Regions from separate parts of the Sus scrofa genome. Here all the other regions are linked to region 2. The links are chromatin contacts, called in public HiChIP or PLAC-seq and promoter capture Hi-C maps. All regions are on one chromosome and are shown on one strand. Each heading gives the region's core, a stretch centred on a gene start, on an enhancer-like site or on the middle of the called end of the contact. The rest is flanking DNA. Distances are from core to core; before and after follow the strand shown.

Region 1 (3,501 bases), core at 493-2,992, 290 kb before region 2:
GATACACAGAACTAATGGTCCCCTTCTTCCTCCTCTTCCCTCTTCTCTTCTGCTTCCTCCCTCCCCAGAGTGTATGAACAACACAAAGACGGATTTGTCTCTTACCGGATCGCACATATGTGGACTAGACAAGGAAGGACCAGACTCTTTGGCCTAGCCAGTATGCCCTTTTGGAAACTCATAGTTGCAGTCCTTTGCAGCAGAAGGAGCTCAGGTGCTGAAATCAGCCAGCTCAGCCCTTACAGTGTGACTTACGTAAACCAGGTAACCTCCGTTCCTCATCCATGAAACGAATGCAATGATCCTCAGCTCCACAGGGTCGGTGGGAGGATAAAATGAACATACATACCTGAAAAGATCTGGCCTAGCACAAACCAAGAATTCGAAAGTGTTTTTTTTTTTCCTATTTAATAATTGACTTCTGAAATCCCAAGAGCTTTTAGATAACCGGTCACTATGGTGGAGGTGTGACTTGTATGCTATTTCGCCAGGAAGAATTAATTGCCATCTCTGTCTTGCCTCAGTACTTTACACACAATTCTGCTATTTCATCTGCCACACTATATGATAATTATTGGTAACTTTCTCTTTCCCATGTTTGATGGCAAGTTCCGCAGGCACTGAGATCCTGTCTGATTAATTCATGCCAACATCTAGCACAAGATGTGGAGATGTGACTTCTAACCTTGACTTAAAGGCTGACTGACCCTAAGGGAAATTTTCTGCAATTCAATTGCCTCATAATAATTGATAATAACTATTTTTTTTTTCGGCTGCATTTGCAGCATGAGGAAGTTCCCTGGTCAAGGATTGAACCCGTGTCACAGCAGTGACCACACCACTGCAGTGACATTGCTGGGTCCTTAACCAGCTGAGCCAGGAGGGAATTCCTCTTTTGTCTTTTTGCAAGTAGCCATTCTAACATGTGTAAGAGGATATCTCCTTGTGTTATGATTTGCATTTCCCTGGTGATTAGTGATGTTGAACATTTTTTCGTATTATCTGTTGGCCATTTGTATGTCTTCTGAGAAAAGTCTCTCAGATCCTTTGCCAAATTCTAAATCAATTTTTTTTTTCTTGCTATCAAGTTCTGTATATATTTTGGATATTAACTTCTTGTCAGATGTAGGATTTATAAACATTTTCTCCCATTCCATAGGTTGTCTTTTCACTCTGTTAATTTTTTGCTGCACAGAAGACTTTTAGTTTGATGCAATCCCTCTATGAGCTATTTAAGTGCAGGGACCTTGCAATACTCATCTCTGTGTTCCCAAGGTTCTATCAAAGGACTGGTACAAAGTCATGCTAAGGTGATGGACAATGTGTATAAAATAAGTAAATGAATGTGGGCTGTGACATTATCTCATGTAAGAAGGCGCGTGTCAGAGGGAAAACATATTGCATAAATGAGACTGAGTTTGAAACTCATCTGTGCCTCAGTTGGCTGGCCCCAGATTTATCTCTGAACCTCCTGCAACATCTTCACATGTAAAATCCAGTGATAATATTTCACTAAGGAATAAATTATAAGGAGTAAATTAAGCGATGCTCTGAGCATAACGCACTGCACATAGTGGCCACTCAATAAAAAAATAGTTATTGGAGCCCCTGCTGTGGTGCAGCGGGATCGGCGGTGTCTTGGGAGCGCTGGGACTCGATCTGATCCCGGGTGCACAGGGGGTTAAGGATCCGGCATTGCGGCAGCTGCGGTTCAGGTTATGACTGCAGCTTGGATCTGATATCTGACCCAGGAGCTCCATATGCCGCGACGCTGCCAAAAATGAGGGGGGAAAAAAGGAAAGGAAAAAAGTTATTATCAATTATTATGAGGCAATTGAATGCCAGAAAGGCTCACTTAGGGTCAATTAGCTTTTAAATCGAGGTTAGAAGTCAGATCTCCACATCCTGTGCTAGATGCTGGAATGAATTAAGCAGGCAGAATTTTAGTCTCTGAGGAACTCCCAATCAAACACGGAAAGAGCAAGTAACAAATTACTAATATATAGTGTGGCAGATGAAATAGCAGAATTGTGTAAAATATTGGGGCAAGTCAGAGATGGCAATTAATTCTGCCCGGAGAAATAGCAGCGAAGGTGACACTCGAGCTGCAGTGAGGGCAGGGTCTGCGGGGATTTCTAGACACTGAATGTCAGAAGCTGCCGGAACCAAGGTGCTGCGGGAGTTGAATGCGTCTCGGTCGGATATTGTTACTGGACCGGATCAAGGCCGTTCCGTCAGCATTTTCAGACCCCCAGGGATCGCAGCTGCCTGGGCCGATCTTCAGTTGGCCCGACTGCACACAACGCGACAGCAAAGGATGAACGGAGCTCTGGGAAAGGTAATGTCGGTTCCCCGCACGCTGGGCGCGGGGGGAGGTGGTGAGGAGAGCAGAGCTGGAAGGTGACCGCAGGGCCGTCACGCCGCTGCAGACATCCGGGTAAGAGACACCGGCGAGCACAAGGCTCTTCCCGGCAGCACGCGCGGCGCCCTCTAGTCCTCGGGCTGCGCTGGGTCCTCCTCTCCCGGTGCTGACTCTGCGGCGCTATCCGCGCGCCACGCCCCCTCTGCGCAACCCTGGGGGACTTTGGCCTGGAGAGAGAGGGACCCCCGCAAGGAGAATCAACCCGGTTAGGCCCTGATAATATGTATGACCTCGAGGAGGTCATTTGATTTTTTTTGCTTTACGTCAGCAACTTCCAGGCTTTTTCTGAATAACACCGTTTTTACTTGCTGAACAGACTGGGTTGTGAGGCTACGTGGCGACAGGGGAAGGGTAATAATAAACTACATTTTTACTTTCCAAACCTTACTTAGGTGACTTCAATAAAACCCTGTAAACCACATAAATGCATTCTTTGGCTTTCCCTTGGCCTCTTAAGCGATTTAATAGATTTCCGTTGTGCTTTTTTCAATTGTATCTTGCTGCTTAGAATAATGACTTATTTCAGCAAATTATGTTAAACTTTCATTTGAGGGATGAATTTGGAGACTCCACTCTCATGATACATAGATCAGCGTGGTCATGGCTGCTCACAGATCTGCTAGTAGTCACTTTGGGGCAGCCCCTGAATGTCTCCAGGTTTGTTTCCTTAAAGAACAAACCTCGCTTCATCCTTAATGAAATAACTCACTGTTGTTCATCCTAGCAAAACTGTGAGAATTTGGCTAGATCTGGTGAAAGGATAATAGAAAATCAAAATTTCAAAACTTAATTCTGGAGTTCCTGGCATGGCTCAGTGGTTAAGGAACCCAACCAGCATCCATGAGGACGCAGTTTCCATCCCTGGCCTCACTCAGTGGCTTAAAGGTCCAGCGTTGCCCTGAGTTGTGGTGTAGATTGCAGACGCTGCGCTGCTTGGCTCCCGCGTGGCTGTGGCTGAGGCCAGCAGCTACAGCTCTGATTCGGCCCTTAGCCTGGGAACTAGCCATATGCCGCCGGTGCGGCCCTAAAAAGACAAGACAAAAAAAAGAGACAAAACAATTCTTAAAGATGGTCAGTTC
Region 2 (3,092 bases), core at 330-2,829:
GACATTCTTATGTTATTTCTGTTTTGATTTTCCTCCTAGCAACCAAATATGCTTGACTGGTTTGACACAGGGAGCACGAGCACTGCACAGTTCCATGCTTCTGTTTCATATCCTCCCATCATTCCTAGAAGGAAAGGCATTGCCTCAAAACTGTGTTATTGTTACACAGTGTGGATAAGATTCATCCCCAAACTTCAGCTTTCATTCTTAACCTAATGGCCTAATGCACTATCACGAGTCCTAATACTGCTTTGCCTATAATATAAATAGGCAGACTCACCCAGGATTTTTTGTTTTGGTTTTTTAATATGTTTTTTGAAGCAGCCCTGTAGAGATTCAGTTTCGTTTCCTGATCTGTCCTGGGTTCCCAGGGTGACTGTTCTTGCTGCAGCTAACACTTTCCTGGTCTCTTGGTGAGCTTGCTTCTCCTTGAGCATGCTAACCTGATAAGGTTCTCTTGCTACACACTCTTTCATCTTAAATCCTTCAGAGAACTTCATGCCCTCACAACCCCGGCAACCCCCACCACTCCCCAGCTTTTCTTCCTTTTCCTTCACAACTATCCTTTCGCTACTCCCAGCTGTAGCCCTGGATGCTTTATGATCGTCTCACCTTCAGTCATTCAACTAACATTTACTGAGTCCAGCTTTGTGCTAGTTCTTGGGGATTCGGCAACGTATTAAACATGACCCCTGCCCATTAGGATCACTGCTATACTCTCCTCTACAACTTATTTTTTTTCCAGTCCCATGTGGCCTGCAAAACTACACCCTCCCCACCCCCATCCCCAACACACGTCTGACTTTATCAAAAACACTCCTAAATCATGGGGATTTAAATACAGCACAGTGACTACAGTTAATTATAGTGTATTGTCTATTTGAAAGTTGCTAAAGGGTAGATTTTAAAAGCTCTCCTCAGAAGGAAAAAAATATTTGTAACTATGTCTGGTGATGATGCTACCTAGACACGAACTCATTTCGAAATATATACAAATCGTTATATTGTACAGCTGAAACGAACAATGTTATATGTCAATTATAATCTCAATTTTTAAAAAGTAAAAAGCAAAACATTCCTACAATTTTTTTTTTTTTTCCTTCCTCTAGAAGCGTCCCCTTTTAACCCTCACTTCATTTACTCATTTTTGCCTCCTACTTCGGCCACTATTTCCTTTCCATTCGCAGGAGAGCCAAACGCCCTGTCTTTTCAATCTTCTGATTCCCTGGTTATTCTCCCTTCTCCAACCCCTTTTTAAAAAACAGGCGGCTGTGCGTATGGGAGGGGTGGGGGTGGCGGGGAGTCTGCCTAGAACGTCTGGCACCCTGCTCCCCTAACTCCGCCCTACCACTCTGCCCTCAACCTTTCGTTACCTCTCTTCCCGCGGCTGCGGCCGGCCCCAGGCCCCTGGGCTTTCCGTTGTTTCATGGCGAGCCCGAGCTCCTCTTCATCAACTCAAATCCGGCCACAGCACCCAAGCCGTAACCTCCCGCCATCCCTTCCCACCGCGCTTGCGTTCCCCAGCAACTGGCGCCGCTGGGCAGCCTGGGAGGCAGGAAGAAGCGACTCTTTCTCTAACAGTCCCCGGGAAGCCATGAGAAAGAAAGGCGGCATACTCCTTCAGACCAGGAGACTACAACACCCAGAATGCTTTGCTACACTACCTTCGCGGGGTTGGAGACGGTCTCCTCCAGCTGCGCAGGCGCAAAGGGATACTCCCTTTGAGGACTCCATTGCCCAGGGTGCATTGCTTTCAGGAGCACTTCTCTTTCCGTCTGGGATCGTGAAGTTCTCCGCTTGGGGTCTGAGGGGTCCGAGACTCCGTTACCCAGCTCCCTTTGTGAAGTGCTGTTGCGCACTTCCGGTGGAAGCGCAAGGCGAGGGGGTGGAGTCTACGGAGCCGGTGGGCGGTGCTGCCGGTAGCTGGGTGCTGTCCAAAGGCTACAGGGCGTCGCTAGGGGAGCGAGCTGTGACCGGTTGGGCCGCTCTTAGCGTGGGACGGAGCTTCGGCTACAGTTCGGCTACCTGCGGCCTCCCCTTCATGTCGGCCCTCGAGAAGAGCATGCACCTCGGCCGTCTGCCCTCTCGCCCGCCTCTCCCCGGCAGCGGGGGCAGTCAGAGCGGAGCCAAGATGCGAATGGGGTACGTGACCCATACCCCTTCTCCCTAGAGGCCAGGCCCCGGCCATTGGAGAATGGTGTCTCTGCGCGTTTAGGGCGGCACGACCAGGAGGGCTCAGGAGGGGAGAAGATGTTGGCGGCGGCCTGGAGACGTTTAGATGAAGTAGGAGGTGGATCTGGGGACTAGGGGAGGCGCCAAGTCAATGGAATTGGAGGACAAATAGTATTGGAGGGAGGGGAATGAGGCAAAGATTGAAGAGGCTGAGAGGATCGTGTAAGAGAGGTAATGAGGCACCCCCAGAAGAAGGGGTGGAGGAGGTTTGAGAAAAGGGAGATGAGCGGTGACAGAGGTGGAGGGAAGTCTGCCAGGGAGGGCTGAGAGAAATGGGAAATGACAGAGAAAAGTTGAGGGGAATTAGAAGAACCAGGGAAATATTAGGAGGCGTAAGAAGACTGTGAACACTAGGTGTTAGAAAAAGCCGACGGAAAGCGAGAACACCTGAGGCAGGGTTGGAGCAGACGAGAGAAACAGGGAGCAGAAGGTTCTAGAGAGAGTTCCTAGAGGTGTAAGAGGCAGATTCAGGGAGTGAGCGGGCGACTTAGAGATTGGGTCTCTTGAGGGGTACCGCGCAAGTGTGGAGAACAGGCCAGAGGAAAGATGGAGAACACACTCCAGAAGACTGTTGGGGTGAGATGTGCGGGCGGGGATAAGGGGAGGAGGGCTGAGGGCCTTAGAGACTGACCAGGGGCTCCACAGACGGAGAGATGACTAGGAACAGGGTTTAGGGAACGCAGGGCTGCAGAGCTAAGTCCAGGATGCATAAAGAGGGCGATTTGGGCAATTGATTTTTTCTGGGCTAATACATCTGATGGAAGCTATGTTTGGGTCTGATAAGATTCAATTAACAGAGTATGGAGTGTAGCCACTTAAAGTGTTTTAGGGGAAACCTTCCTTTACTGGGTTGGGAGGAG
Region 3 (3,270 bases), core at 240-2,739, 310 kb before region 2:
CTCTCTCTTACTCCCTGACCCCAAAGGAAATCCTACAAAACAAAGATGTTCGTTATCCTAAAGCCTTCTCTCACAGGAATCCTCAATCTATCATTGGAAAATACTCAAAAAGAAATGGAATAATTAGCATTTCCCCAGTAATTCCTGTTTGCTCCACTGTGAGGAGAATCAGACCCCGCTTCGTGTTAAAACAGAAAAAGGAGAGGTGAGATGTGAAAAATTCCAAGTAAAACGATCATGACATAGCACCTGGCAGAGACTGGAAAAGCATCCACGCGGCCAAAAGGATCGTCAAGGATGAAAGTCAGGAGAAGAAAACGAGGTTTTCCAACAAGCCGCAGCCTAGCCCATCGGGTAAAAATCGCCACTGCCGCCGCCCCTCCCTCACTCCCCCACCACTCCATCCTCAAGTCGCCTCCAAGGCCGACGTGGACCCTCTGGAACCCAGGCCAACCCCCCACCCAGGTGAAAACAATCCAAGAATTTTCTAGGACTCCCCACTTTCCACCTTCCAGAAGATCTGCACTTCTCAGGGCCAAGCCTCTGGGGAAAACAACGCCCAGATCCCCCCTCCCGGCGCGAGGTTCCAAAGAGCCGGGTCCCGCCGGTGGGCCTCGCAGGGCTGACCGACCGGGATCAGAGCGAGGAACAAGGGTGGGGCTCAAGGAAGGGAGCGGGAGCTGGCGAGACGACGGAGACCGGAGGAAGAAAGGGATGGACAGGAGGCTGGGCGGGGTGAGGACTGGGGAGGGCACGTCGACAGGGGAGGGCCGGGCTGCGGGGAGAGGAGCCGGCGGAGTCGGGGCCAGAAGGGGCAAAATCCGCCCGACGGATCGCGGCGAGGAAGCACGGGGGGCGACGAGGGGGCGGCCGACGCGGGGCCGGGGCAGGGGGCGGAGGGCGAACGCGAGGGCCGCAGCAGCCTCCGCGGCCGAAGGGCCGCACTGGGGGCGGTGCGGGGAAGCCGCGGCCAGCTGCCAGGAGTGGGGGAGCCGCGCACTCACCGCTCTGCTCCCCCAGGAACACCAGCTTGAATTTCCTCAGCGGATTCCCGAAGTCTCCGCCCGCGGACATGATGGAGCCGGAGGAGCTGCGCCGCCTCAGCCCAAAGACCTCCCGGACCGACGCGGCTCCAAGCAGTGGACGGAGAGGCTAGAGAATGGGCGGGCGCCCAGCTCTCTCGGCCGCTGCAGGGCCCGGAGCGGAGCAAGACCGGAGGGCAGGGCCCCTCGACACAGACAGGCAGCCGTCGCCGCCGCCTCCCCTCAGAGCCGCCTAGCACCGAGCGAGGCCCGAGGCTGGGAAGGGAACGAAGGCGGTGTCGGAAGCAGCCAGGGGAGTGCTCAGGGGTCCGAAGGCCAGAGCGGCTCCCTTCTCAGCACCCGGCTCGGAGGCTGGGGTGAGGGCGGAGGAGCCGGAGCCGCAGACGCGCCTGGGACCTCTCACACGCAGCGCTTCAGCGCCTCAGCTGCCGCCGCCGCAGCCCAACCTGCTGAGTGCGCGAGCCTGTGGCGCGGCGCGGGGCGAGCCCGGGCACGAGCCTGCCGCCCCGCCAGCCCCAGCGTGCGTGCGTGCGTGCGTGCGCGTGCGCGCCACAGACGGCGTCTTCCTGGTTTAGCCTGCTTTCCCGGCTCCGCGGCAGCGGAGACCGGGGGTGGTTAGGTGTACGCTCGCGTCGGGAGAAGCGGGGAGGTGGGGTGGAGCCTGGAGGAACCCAAAGGGTGGAGTAAGGAGCGCTTTCGTCACTTATACGATGAGCCAATCGGAAGAGGTCAAGGGCGGGCAAGGATGGGAATGAGGTGGCGGCGCGAGAGCGCGCTCGCTGCCCTCGAGCGGTGGAAAGTGTCTCACAGTGGCGGCCATGTGTAGTGTGGCGCGTCCGAGCCTGAGGGGAGGAGAACAGAGAGAAGCGGGGTGGAGGCGGGGCCGGCGTGGAGGTGGAATTGACCCCTACAAGAGCGGATGAAGTCAGAGAGTACTAAGGTGTTTAGAAGGTTCCTAGTTCTGAGCCTTTAGCCCTGCCTCAGATTCCTGCGAGCCCCACTTCACCTATGCCCCCACCTTCTCCAACCTCTTCTTATAATTCCTGCCATGATACCCTCCTAGGTACATTCTCCACTCCTGCTCCCAGGAGTTTCATAACTACCAGAAGCAGGGCCTCCACGTTTTTACAGATGAGGAAACTGAAGCTCGTAGGAAGGAAATGACTTACAAAACCCACAGAACAGTAAAATTGAAGCCAGGTTTTGTCTTTTTCCCCCATTGAACTTCTGCAACCTGCTAGTTGATAAGACCATCCTTGGCCTGATGTGGCTTGGCCTTCTGTTAGCAACCTCTCTTCCTCAGATGGGCCAGCCCAGGTGAGCCCACCTTCTACTGTGATCGAAAAGGATTTAGATATCATGTAAACATAGGGTAAAACTGAGGCTCAGGTAGGAAAACAAGTTTGCAAAAAGGTCACACAACAAATTCGTGGTAGAGCATGCCCCTGATGAAGTGGGCTTTTTTTTTTTTTAACAGCCACACCTGTGGCGTATGGAAGTTCCTGGGCTAGGGGTCGAATTGGAGCTGTAAATTCAGGCCCATGCCACAGCTTCAGCCACACCAGATCCTAGTTGCTTCTGAGATCTACCCTGGAGGTTTCCACTTTGTAGGATCCGTAACCCATTGAGCAAGGCCAGAGATCAAACCCGAATCCTCACAGAGGCAAGGCAGGGTACTTAACCCACTAAGTCACAGCAGGAATTCCTGAAGTAGATATTGTATTTATTTATTGGGGTTTTTTTTGTTTTTTGTTTTTGTTTTTGTTTTTTTTGGCTTTTTAGCGCCATACCCGTGGCATGTGGAGGTTACCAGGCTAAGGATCAAATCAAGAGCTACAGCAGCTGGCCTGCGCCACAGCCACAGCAACACGGGATCCAAGTTGAGTCTGCAGCCTACACCACAGCTCATGCCAACGTCAGATACTTACCCCACTGAGTGAGGCCAGGGATTGAACCCAAGTCCTCATGGGTACTAGTCAGGTTTGTTACTGTTGAGCCACAGTGAGAACTCCCTCCTGAAGTGGACATTTTAAAGATCACCCAGTCCTCCTAAAGGATTCAAATCCCTTTTGAATCTGCTATTGGTGGAACTACCTTAAATTACACGTCTACAATATGTGTATTTTTCTGTGGACAGAATCCATACTTTTCATCAGATTTTTCAACCCAGTTCATGACCCCAAGAATGAAGGTTAATGTCACACTCAAGAGGAGCCCACAAAGACAT
Region 4 (3,402 bases), core at 874-3,373, 440 kb before region 2:
GGAATGCTCCCTTAACTACCTCAAGCTCATCAAATCTATTTAATGCCAAATTCCAGGACTGATTTTTAAATGCACCTGGGGGAAGGCAGAAAGGAGACAGCAGAGACATCAAATAGATAGCTATCACATTCCAGTTTCATCTTCTTCCCCTTTAGTGTGGAAGTGGGTTTTTTTCCCCTTAGCTTTTCATAATATATGAATAATAGAAGACACTTCCCTCTCCTCTATTCTACCTTAACTGAAACCCCTCTCAACTTTACCCTTTGTGTTACTTTTAAATATGATCCTAATACAAATGAAACAAAAACAGCTTAACAAGTCCTCTAGAAAACAGTCTTTAATGTCCCTTCTCTGTCCCCTGCAAGGTCCCCCAACCATGGCCTCCAAAGCTGTCCATTTAAGTCCAACCCCCAACCCTCCAGTGTCTCTTGGAAGCCATCCCAATCCTTCCTCTCCAGAATCATTCAATCCACCCCTTCCCAGCACTGCTCACTGCCCCTCTCCATCCTCCCTGCCCCATCCATACCAGCAACCCCAGGTTTTTCCACTCCTTAATTAGCCCCAACGGCTACCTCACTATCAGCAACTACCTCTTGAGTCCTATCAGTTCATATCAGACATTTTCTCCAAAACTCCCTCGCCACCTTGGCCAAGGGATATTTTCTTCAATATATCATCCCCAACCTTGCTCACCACCTGCCACTGTTCCTTCAGTGTGTCCAGCCCAGAAGCATCTTGTGCGCCCTCTGCCCTGACCCCGACCCAGGGGGCCACCATGCCCCTTCCAGCAATTCTAAAATCACTCTAAATCCCATCCCACTGTGCTCTCCCCACCAAATGGCAATGCTTCTCTGCCCATTTTTCGGCCTAACTTATTTCCCCCCTCCTGCCAGCTCACCTTCACACTCCCTCATTGAAAGTCCCGCCCCCACTATTTCCAACCTCCATAAGCACTTCCCAGGAAACCCCCCAATTCTACCTACCTCTGCTCTCCTAAGCCACGCTATTCCATAAGTCGCAACAAATTCCACCATCCCCAGATGGCAAGCGCCCACTTCAAGCTCAGGTCTCAACCCAGGCCAAGCCCCTCACCCCCAGCTCCTACCACCTTCATCAGCCAGCCCGAGGTCCACCTCAAATTCCGCCCTCCTTAATTAACATCCCCCGAGGGTCCTACTAACCCTGTAATCCAACTCTCTATTCAAATAAACCCCCGACCCCGCAACCCGGCCCGGATCCCAAGCTGTCAATTGCTCCAGGCCAACCCCAAATTCACCACCCTCACGCAGTCCCCTCCCCCATTAGAAGCCATCCCCCTCCAGTCTCATCATCCATTTCGCCCCAAACCACCCAAATTCCACCCCAATCCTACAACCCCACGCTCCTGTCCCAGGTCTGGTCACTCCCCATTAAAAGTCCCCTTCCCTAGCCGCTCCCCCCCAACCTGCTAGTGTCCCACCCTCACCCCACCCCCAGCCCGCGCCAGGACAAGTCTCCCCGGCCAGCCCGCCGTTCCATCGCAACCTCAGCCCCCTTCCCCCAGCCCGCGAGGGCACTCCGTGCCCCGACTCTCATTCTCCCCAGTACCACCGGCCCAGGCTCAGGGAGAGCGGACCGGCGTTGGGAGGGGGGGGATCGCCTCACCGGTGAGCCGCTGCAGGCGAAAACGGCGGCGGCGGCGGCTGAGACGACGATGCCCTTGTCTTCTCTGAAGGCTACGGAGGCGACGCTCTCGCTCCCTCGCCCGTGTCCAGTAAGGAGGCGGATGGCGCGCAGGGACCGGGAGCCTCCTCCTCCTCCTCAGCGACTCGGCTCTGAATCCTCTGCAGTAGCCGCCGAGGAGCCCGACGGGTGGGGGGAGGGGACGCTGGGCTGCGGGCGAGGGAGGAGGAGGCTGAGGGAAGGGGCGGGGGACCGCTGAGAAGGGCTGGGAAGGAGGAGCCGGCGCGGCGCCGCGACACATCCCACAGCCTCAGCGCGCCTGGACCACAACTCCCGGCATGCCCCGCTCCGACCCGCGCTCAGCCTGCGCCTCCCGCCCCCGCACTCGTTGCGGAGGGACCGCTCTCTTCCCGGTCACAGACAATGGAATAAAGCCAGCTCTCCGCGGGGGGCTTTTGTAGACTCAAAGACCACATACGAGGGAAAATTAGGTCGCCCCGCTGCCCCATCCCCCAAAGGACCATGTTTGTGGCGTCTCTTCGCGGGCACGCGCACACTCCCATATAGACCCCCCCACTACCACCACTTCCCGCCGAACTACATTTCCCAGCATGCCCTCACAGCCTCGCGCCCTGCTTCCGGGCCCTTCTCAGACTCTGTACTACAGTTCCCAGGGAGCGTGGTTCTTGTGAAACGCTGGGAGATGCAGTTCTCAGTTCTTCCTCCATGTTAAGCCTAAGAAGTGAAAGAGAGAAAAAAGGGAAGGAAATATGCCAACCCATCGAGAACAGGCCTAGATAGACTAGTTCACCTTGGAGTCTGTACTCTTTTCGCCATCTCCGTCGCCACTGTCTCTCACTAGACAAACGCAGCGGCTCCTCCTGGTCTCTCTGCAAATCCGGACGATTTGGCACCTTGAACCCAAAGGAAAAAAAAAAGCGTACCTCTTGACGCAGCCTCATTACTTTTAAGAATTTACCTTAAAAAGAAAATCAACAATTTGGAAAAGATGAATGCACAAGGTTGTTATATGAGGTTGTTGATTATAGAGTCCATCCATAGGAACTGGTTAAAGTAAATTGCATATACAAACAATATACTACTAAGCAGCCATTCAAAATACTGATATGAATCTGTTTCTTGACATCAAAATCTATTCTAGAGCGGGGGAAATGCTAAGAACAGTATGTTTAGAATGATCCAATTTATGTGAAGCTTGGGACAATATAAGATTTCAGGAAAGAGGTTTCCCAAAATAATCTGTCATTATCTTGGAGAAAAGTGTCAGATTTCAAATAACTTTTATTTTAATATTGCCTGCATTGTTTAAAAAGAGCACATAAGTTTTTAAGCTTTTAAGACTATTTTCCAAAATATAATTTCCAAATTCAACAACAATTTGTCTTTGCTACCTAAAAGCTTTCCATGGCTTTCTGTTGCCCTCTGTGGTGATCCAAGACTGCCTGGTTTTTCTGTGAGCTCAGCATTTCCACTATTAAAACAATGAATGGTGGTCATGTAGAATCATAAAAGAACATTAAGTTAGTAGGGAGGGCTTTCTCAATTTTTATTGTCTCTTCTCAAATTTTTCCTTCTGGTCTTTCCACACCTATTTCCTCCTTTTCTCCTACTCATTCTTGAAACTCAAGCCAAAGTCCTACCCTCCCCAGAACATTTTAGACACATTGATTTTCCTTATATCTGAGTTCTTATAGCAATTGTTTCTACTCTTTAGGGATC

Evidence for each region. Promoter capture Hi-C pulls out the DNA fragments that hold promoters and counts their contacts. HiChIP or PLAC-seq counts read pairs in DNA pulled down with a chosen protein or histone mark.
Region 1: an H3K27ac HiChIP or PLAC-seq map of skeletal muscle shows a contact between it and region 2, with 2.2 times the contacts expected there. The contact joins the promoter of MRPL48 here to the promoter of PPME1 in region 2. A contact is called at or near these places in 1 of 5 promoter capture datasets (liver) and 2 of 2 datasets of contacts at active chromatin or transcription factors (alveolar macrophages and skeletal muscle).
Region 3: a contact with region 2 is called in a promoter capture Hi-C map of fetal liver, with 3 times the contacts expected there. The contact joins the promoter of RAB6A here to the promoter of PPME1 in region 2. A contact is called at or near these places in 1 of 5 promoter capture datasets (fetal liver) and 1 of 2 datasets of contacts at active chromatin or transcription factors (alveolar macrophages).
Region 4: a promoter capture Hi-C map of liver shows a contact between it and region 2, with 8 times the contacts expected there. The contact joins the promoter of FAM168A here to the promoter of PPME1 in region 2. A contact is called at or near these places in 2 of 5 promoter capture datasets (fetal liver and liver) and 6 of 47 Hi-C or Micro-C datasets (heart right ventricle, liver and skeletal muscle).

Annotation. Positions count from the first base shown.
Region 1 is chr9:8,219,899-8,223,399 of Sscrofa11.1, forward strand. It overlaps MRPL48 (39S ribosomal protein L48, mitochondrial), which reads left to right and starts at 1,743. Exons shown (of 8, transcript XM_005667101.3): 1 at 1,743-2,338. The coding sequence starts at 2,147.
Region 2 is chr9:8,511,212-8,514,303 of Sscrofa11.1, forward strand. PPME1 (protein phosphatase methylesterase 1) reads left to right here and starts at 1,580. Exons shown (of 15, transcript XM_003357190.5): 1 at 1,580-2,142. The coding sequence starts at 1,595. C2CD3 (C2 domain-containing protein 3) reads right to left here and starts at 1,632. Exons shown (of 34, transcript XM_021062487.1): 1 at 1,374-1,632. The coding sequence starts at 1,428.
Region 3 is chr9:8,197,515-8,200,784 of Sscrofa11.1, forward strand. It overlaps RAB6A (RAB6A, member RAS oncogene family), which reads right to left and starts at 1,490. Exons shown (of 8, transcript NM_001243273.1): 1 at 1,005-1,490. The coding sequence starts at 1,074.
Region 4 is chr9:8,069,888-8,073,289 of Sscrofa11.1, forward strand. It overlaps FAM168A (protein FAM168A), which reads right to left and starts at 2,124. Exons shown (of 8, transcript XM_021062480.1): 1 at 1,645-2,124.